Regions from separate parts of the Sus scrofa genome. Here region 1 is linked to region 2. Evidence: chromatin contacts called from public HiChIP or PLAC-seq data. All regions are on one chromosome and are shown on one strand. Each heading gives the region's core, a stretch centred on a gene start, on an enhancer-like site or on the middle of the called end of the contact. The rest is flanking DNA. Distances are from core to core; before and after follow the strand shown.

The links. HiChIP or PLAC-seq counts read pairs in DNA pulled down with a chosen protein or histone mark.
Region 1: a contact with region 2 is called in an H3K27ac HiChIP or PLAC-seq map of alveolar macrophages. The contact joins the promoter of ZBTB12 here to the promoter of VARS in region 2. A contact is called at or near these places in 1 of 5 promoter capture datasets (liver), 2 of 47 Hi-C or Micro-C datasets (embryonic fibroblasts and epiblast stem cells) and 2 of 2 datasets of contacts at active chromatin or transcription factors (alveolar macrophages and skeletal muscle).

Annotation. Positions count from the first base shown.
Region 1 is chr7:23,995,722-23,999,150 of Sscrofa11.1, forward strand. ZBTB12 (zinc finger and BTB domain containing 12) reads right to left here and starts at 1,259. Exons shown (of 2, transcript NM_001101821.1): 1 at 1,024-1,259; 2 at 1-519. The coding sequence starts at 499.
Region 2 is chr7:23,897,336-23,900,760 of Sscrofa11.1, forward strand. It overlaps VARS (valyl-tRNA synthetase), which reads right to left and starts at 1,930. Exons shown (of 33, transcript NM_001195378.1): 1 at 1,345-1,930. The coding sequence starts at 1,731. It overlaps LSM2 (LSM2 homolog, U6 small nuclear RNA and mRNA degradation associated), which reads right to left. Exons shown (of 5, transcript NM_001123136.1): 5 at 3,050-3,425. The coding sequence ends at 3,405.

The DNA of each region.
Region 1 (3,429 bases), core at 9-2,508, 98 kb after region 2:
GGGGTTTGGGGGCTGGCTTTGGGGTCCTGGCAGGAGGGAGAAGGGATTTGGTGGCACTGACACTGCTCACAAGGCTGGCATCGCTGACCCCATCCTCTTTGAGGCCTATTTTGGGCTCGATGAACTGGCTGAGGGCATTCCGGCATTTCTCCACCACGTGCTCCATCTGCAGGTAGGAGGCGGCCGTCAGGTAGTTAACGATGTCCCTGACGGCGAATTCCAGGGCGCCCGTGTAGCAAGAGAGCAGCAGGTCAGCCACTATGCGTGCACTGTGCATCAGCGAGACCTGTAGCTCAGAGCTGGGGTTCAGCAGGAACTGGTCCCGCAGGAACGGCGAGCAGGCAGCCAGGATGACCTTGTGGCCGCGGAACTTGAGACTGTCGGCCACAATGGTCACGTCGCAGAACCGCTCCTCTGCGCGGAGCTGGTTCATGTTCCGCAGTGTAGCGGCCTCGTGGCCAGGCAGCTGGAAGCGCAGGACTTCCACCCCAGAGGCCATTGTGGCGAGGGTGGGCAACCCTGGTTGGGAAGGAAACCAGTCAGAGACAAAGGTCTCTGGCTTTCCTAAGCCAAGGCTCCAGGCCTCGCACTCTCATTCTTGCCTGGCCCCCCAGCATCAGATCAGCGGGTCTTCAAGCCTCTTCCTCAGTTTCCCCAGCCCCCGGGGAGGCGCTGTCCCTCGGAGAGGAGGGAGGCGTGGTTCCCGGGGGCGGGGCAGCGGCGTCCACACCCCCCAGCCCGACCGCCCGCGATGATGGGGCGAGCCCGCGCACCCACGGGGGAAGGTCGGCAGAAGGGGGAGCAGAGGCCTGGGGCTCTGGGGTGGCCCCGGCTGCAGCCTTTTCTCACCCCGCCTCCTTTACCCGCTGCCTCATTCCTCCGCCCCCCCCCTTGCACGTTTGCACGCGCTTTTCACGTCCTCCCCCCACGGCCTGCACGCATCGTGCACGCCCCCCCCACGCCTTCAGAACTCCGTGGCACGCCCCCCCCCGCCCCGCGACCCTGAGTGCACGCGCCTCTCACCTGGCCCGGTTCCGCGCGCTGTTTTTTTACCCCCCTATTTCCCCCACCCCCCCGGGGCCGGCTGCGCCCCCACACACGGGCAAGGCCTGGGCAGCGCGCAGGCGCGGGGGTGCACGGGGCGCGCGCGCGGGGCCGGCTCCGCGTGGGCGTAAGGGGGGAGGGGCGGGGGCGGCTCGTGCCGTGTGTTCCAGGCCCCGCGCGCGGCGGCGTCGGCGAGAACTCAGGGAGGAGGAAGAGGGGAGGGAATTAAAGGAGCAGGATTCCCCCTTTCCCGACCCCCCTTTCTTCGCCAGCGCCCCCCCACACGGTTAAAGGGCCAGACAGCCTGGCCTCCCCTTTGGCCAGTATTATTTGTCCGCCAGAGCGGAAATACGTTCCGCACCCCCCTCTTTCTGGCTCCCCCTCCTCTGTGCCTCCCGGCCCCGCGGCCAGTCTGCGCGTGCGTGCCAAATGCCGCGCGGAGGCCCGCTCGCTCGGGCCCGCCCCCCGGTCCCGGCCGCCCTCCCGCGGCGCAGCCGGCTCCTCGCCCCTCAGCGCGCGCCCCCGCCCCCTGCGGTCCCCGCCTGCCTGGCTCCCCGCGGGTGGCGCTGCCACCTGCTCCTGCGGCTGGTGCTGCTGTGGCCCAGCTGTGCGGAGCGGGGGTCCCAGACCACCTCGTGGCTGTAAGAAGCTGTTGGTTGCTGTTGCCCTGCTGAGAATCCTCGCAGTCCCTCCCGCCACACTATCAGACTTTTCCAATACTTCTGAAGCATAATAACCACCCCAGCACTCCTGGCCTAAAAGGTATTTTAACTTCCTACAAGGCCAGGCAGTCCAGTATCCTCGACTTCCTCTCCTCCGTCTCAAAATCTTATGAGAATCACACCTATCGTCCCCCTCCCTCCACTTTCAGAATTGATCCCAATTTCTTGCCAAGGTAAATGCCCTCTCAGTATCCATGACCTTGTCCCTTTCACCCCTGCTGTATAATTAGCCCTAGTACGAATTCTCCTAATTATATGAACATTTATATTAGTACATTTCAGCTATCCTTAATCTTTCCAACTGTCAGCGTCCTCACGCCTGCCCTTCCACACAACTGACCAAGTCAGAGCTCCACTGCCCTACACAAGACCCTTCCTCAACTCTGCACCGTTGCCTTCTCTTTCTCTGTCACTCCCAAACTAAGCTACAGTCTCCATGGCTTCACCACTGGCATTTCTTAGCGCCTAGAAGGCCGACTCCCTTCCCTTCCTCTTCCTTGCATCCCTCATACCTACATTCACTTCCCCACCCATCCAAGTCCAGGTGAAGAAGCCTCTGTTTCCTGCCTACTGGATGTGTTTATTGTATCTTCCAGGAGACTACAGTATTGTTCTTACACATCAGTGCTGGTGGAACTGCTAGTGATAGAATGTGTTCAATATCGGGTTTCCCGGAGTTCCCGTCATGGTGCAGTGGTTAACGAATCCGACTAGGAACCATGAGGTTGTGGGTTCAATCCCTGTCCTTGCTCAGTGGGTTAAGGATCCGGCGTTGCCGTGAGCTGTGGTGTAGGTCGCAGACGTGGCTCGGATCCCGCGTTGCTGTGGCTCTGGCGTAGGCTGGCAGCTACAGCTCTGATTCGACCCCTAGCCTGGGAACCTCCATGTGCCTCGGGAGTGGCCCAAGAAATGGCAAAAAAAAGACAAAAAAAAAAAAAAAAAAAGTATCGGGGTATCGGGTTTCCCCATTAGATGGTAAACTTTATTGCGTGAATTACATCCTGTTTTGCAAATAAAAGTCATACAATAAATGACTGACTATTGAAGTCATTCCTCTTCAGTTCAGCCAGTATCCACCCATAAAATGTTTGTTCCTGATTTAAACTGAATCCTGAACTCAGGGATGCCCTTTGGAGGGGCAGTGGGGGTGGTATTCAGAAGGTGCCTCTACTCTTTGCCTTTCCCTTTTAAATTCTCTTTTTATGCCTTCACCCAGGGTTCTCAATTCTAAAATGCCCTCTTTGTAAAAATATCTTTGTTGTCAGGCCACGTAGATTCCCTTGGCTTTTGTGTCATACACACCTAGGCTCAGAGCCATATTCCACTGCTTTTGAAAAGAGGGCCCTAAGGCAAGTTATTCAATTCTCTGAATCACAGAGTCTTTACCTCTGAATTGGAGGCCCAGATTCCTCACAGGGCTAATGTGAAGTGAGCCTGGCATATCGTAGGTGCTGAATCGGTGAAAGCTCCCTTCTCTTTTGTCTAATTGGGGAACAAACTGAAGTTTTCAAAAGAACTTTTACTAGAAACTCTGTTTCCTTACCTTATCTCTTCTTTGCCTCATTGCCAACCTTCTTAAATGGATAGTTCAGAAAGTTCCCTGGTGGCTCAGCAGGTTAAGGATCCAGCATTGTCACTGCTGTGACGTGGGTTTGATCCTTGG
Region 2 (3,425 bases), core at 680-3,179:
TTGGACCACCTCAATCCCCACCCCAACTCAATCCATGGGGCCCCTTCCATTCCCACGAATCACCACCTCCAAGGCCAGGTTCTTCTTCACGGAAACGATCATAATAAAAATACTTGCCATTCATTCAATAAATTCCGACTGAACACTTATTATATGTCAGGTGCAATACACTAAGTGCAGGAAGTTAAAGATTACACGGTTGCTTCAACAAATATTTACCAAGTATACACTGCAGGCCAGGCACGTCTCTAATAAATGAGACAACTGAACAAATGGAGCCCCTGACCTGTTGGCATTTACATTCTAGTAGGGGAGATAGCAAGTGTGCAAATGTACAACGTATTCCCTTATTTTTCTCCTTCAGTGCTATGAAGAGAAATAAATTAGGTTGAAGGGGACAGAGAATTCCAGAGAAGGGGCTTCTATTCAGACAGGGAAGTCAGGATGTGAGAGAGCAAGCCAGGATCTAAGTCATTCCAGTCATTTCATTCATTCAGTCAAAAAGTACTAAGTATCGGAGTTCCCGTTGTGGCGCAGTGGTTAACGAATCTGACTAGGATCCATGAGGTTGCGGGTTCGATCCCTGGCCTTGCTCAGTGGGTTAAGGATCCGGTGTTGCCGTGAGCTGTGGTGTAGGTTGCAGATGCAGCTCAGATCCGGAGTTGCTGTGGCTGTGGTGTAAGCTGGTGGCTACAGCTCCGATTCGACCCCTAGCCTGGGAACCTCCATATGCTGCAGGAGAGGCCCTAGAAAAGGCAAAAAGACAAAAGAAAACAAAAACAAAAAAATCCAAAAAGTACTAAATATTGAACCTGTGCTCAACATTCTGTGAGGAGATGGTGTTATAAGGACGGTAAGGCACAGACCCACTCTGAAAAGACTTCCGGCTGTAATCTTGTGTGATTTGCTCTCTTTTCCCCTACTTTCCCTCCTCTTCATTGCATTTCTCCCCAGCCAACTGTCATCAGTCCAGGCCTGGTGCCTCTGCACCAGTCTCCTGGTGTTCTACTTCTTTCCCTGGCCCTAGTCTTTTCCTACAATTCAGTAACGTCTAACCTTATCAGTTTCAGATCCATCGAGCCCTCCCTCACTCAGAAACGGCAGAGCATCTGGCATCAGATTATGTGCTCTGACACATCTTTTAATCTTCTCAACATGTCCTCAATTTTCGTTTCCATAGGCATAGGAAGACCAAGGCTCCCGGAGGTCAAGAAAGCTGCCCACGTCTGCCACACCAGATGGCAAGTAGGGGTGACCAGTCTTTTTCTGACATAGTATCTTTCTGGCTCACTGCCCTCTTCGAAATTCCCTCCTGCCCCTCTCCCCCGCTCAGCTTCTTCTCACCTGGGGGTCCTGGGCAGAGCTTCGGAGTCCCAAAGCTGGCAGCGTTGCCCCACAGGCAGCTGGTATTAGCTCCGTGTCTGCGTAACTGACCCACTGCTGGACAAGGACAGCGGCCCGACTACCTCCAGGGCCCCCCAGGCCTGCTGGCCACAGCAGCTGGGCCACGGCCGTGGCTCCCCACACCCAGAGCCCACCGGGCCCCTGCTCCAGGGCGGGCAGGCGGGGTGGGGGAAAGGGAGTCCTGCTGGCCGGGGGCGGCTGAAGACAGACGCGGGGGTGGGCTCCTCCCCATCCTGGACCCTCCCCAGCCTCGCCGTAGCGGGCAGCTATGAGGGCTCGGAGGCTGGGGAAGGCATCGGGGTGAGGAGAGACGTAGAGGATGGACATGGTTGTGCAGGAAGTCCGAACGAGGTGGAAAAACCCTAAGAGAAAAGGGGACAGAGTAAGACCGAGGGACCCGGGGGCTCCTGAGTAGCTCCCCTACCTCAGGCTCCCGAGGCCCCCAGAACTGAGGATCTGATGGGGCCTCAAGATCCGAGGACCCTGCTCTCGGAGTGGCAATGACAGTGGGTAACTCCCCAAGCCCGCGAGCCCTACGGGCGTGGGGAGGCTCGAAAGAGCCTCTCCGCGGCCAGTAGGACGCGGGTTCAGGCCACATGTACCTACTGGAGGGAGATGGTCACACAGAGCCGGGCATCCACCTCATAGCCGGGCGCCGGCCGAAGTTAGACGGGCCTGGCAACCGGGGCTGAGGCGTCCGGCGGGCGGGGATGGTGGGCGGTCCTCCCGGTGACCCTAGATCCCTGCGACAGCCGCCCGGGCAATCTGCGCCCACGTGTTCCCCCCTTTGTGACTACGAGCGTTTCCGGGCCCCGGGGTCCTGGCACGGGCGCCCGTGCCCCGCCTGCGTGTGCCGGCGCTGCCTGGCCGATCTTGGCCCAGGGGTGCGCCGCCCGCCGCAGACTGCGCTCCCGAGGAACCGTGCGGGCCGCGGGCACGGGAGACGGGGTCGGGGAGGACGCGCCGGGAACCGCACTCCCGTCAGGCGCCGCCGCGGGCACCCCGTACGGGTCCTCGGGCGGGGCGGGGTGGGGCGGGGGGGGCGGGGCGGGGCGGGGCGGGAGGGCGGTGCCAGCGGGCCTTCACGCGGCGGCGGCGGAGGGCGGCTCCTGACGCCAACGTGGGTAGGGGTCCGTTTGGCCGAGGTCCTGGTGTCCAGCTTCTCCTTGAGCCTCATTTCCTTCTACGTGGGAGGAGGGAGTCGAATTGGATGGCTTCTAACGGCCCTTCGTCCTGAGAACCCTCATCTGGGGCGGGAACTCTTACTTGCTAAATGAGTTTAGAGTTAATTCCCAGTCACAACTCTCCACAATGAAAGTTGTCACTTGTATTTATATGCAATAGATATTGGGGAAGCACTAGATCCAGCATCAAACGCATTTAGGTGTCTCATTAGCTTCCACCTTAATACAAGGACAGCAAACATTCGCAGGTACAGTATTAGGAAAAGGCTATGGTAGGTAGGCTGCATAGGTAGGGGGCATGCAGTCCAACTGAGGTACGGTTTGTATCAGGAAGAGTGGTAGCCAATACGGACAGGACGGGTTGGGGCCTTGGCTTGGGTAATGAGAGTAACAGGGCTGGGTGAATTCAGCATCCCTTTCCCACTCTCTAGCCCCCTTCCCAAAACACAGAACCAGAACTCGAATTTGCATCATAAATTTTATTCCCGATGCGGGACAGATTCCTTCCATCCCCAGAATGAATCACATGCTACCCTAGAAAGACCTGGGAGATTCTCCCACCTCCAGGGAAGAAGTGAGAAAGGCAGGTGCTGGGGATAGGGAAGGCTTCGCAGTTCCCGGGCTTCCTTTTCCTCCCCTTCTCAATACAGGAGAGTAGCTCTCCATTATTATTACTCTCATCCACTCATCCCTTAAAAAAAACACAAAAACTTTGCTGTGAAAAAAACAACACCTCAAGTATGGGAGGGAGGCATCCTGAGCTGGGACATGAGGCTCAGAATCACCGATGGAAGGAGGGAAAGGGAGGAGCAGCCATCACTGCTTCTGTTGCAGGGC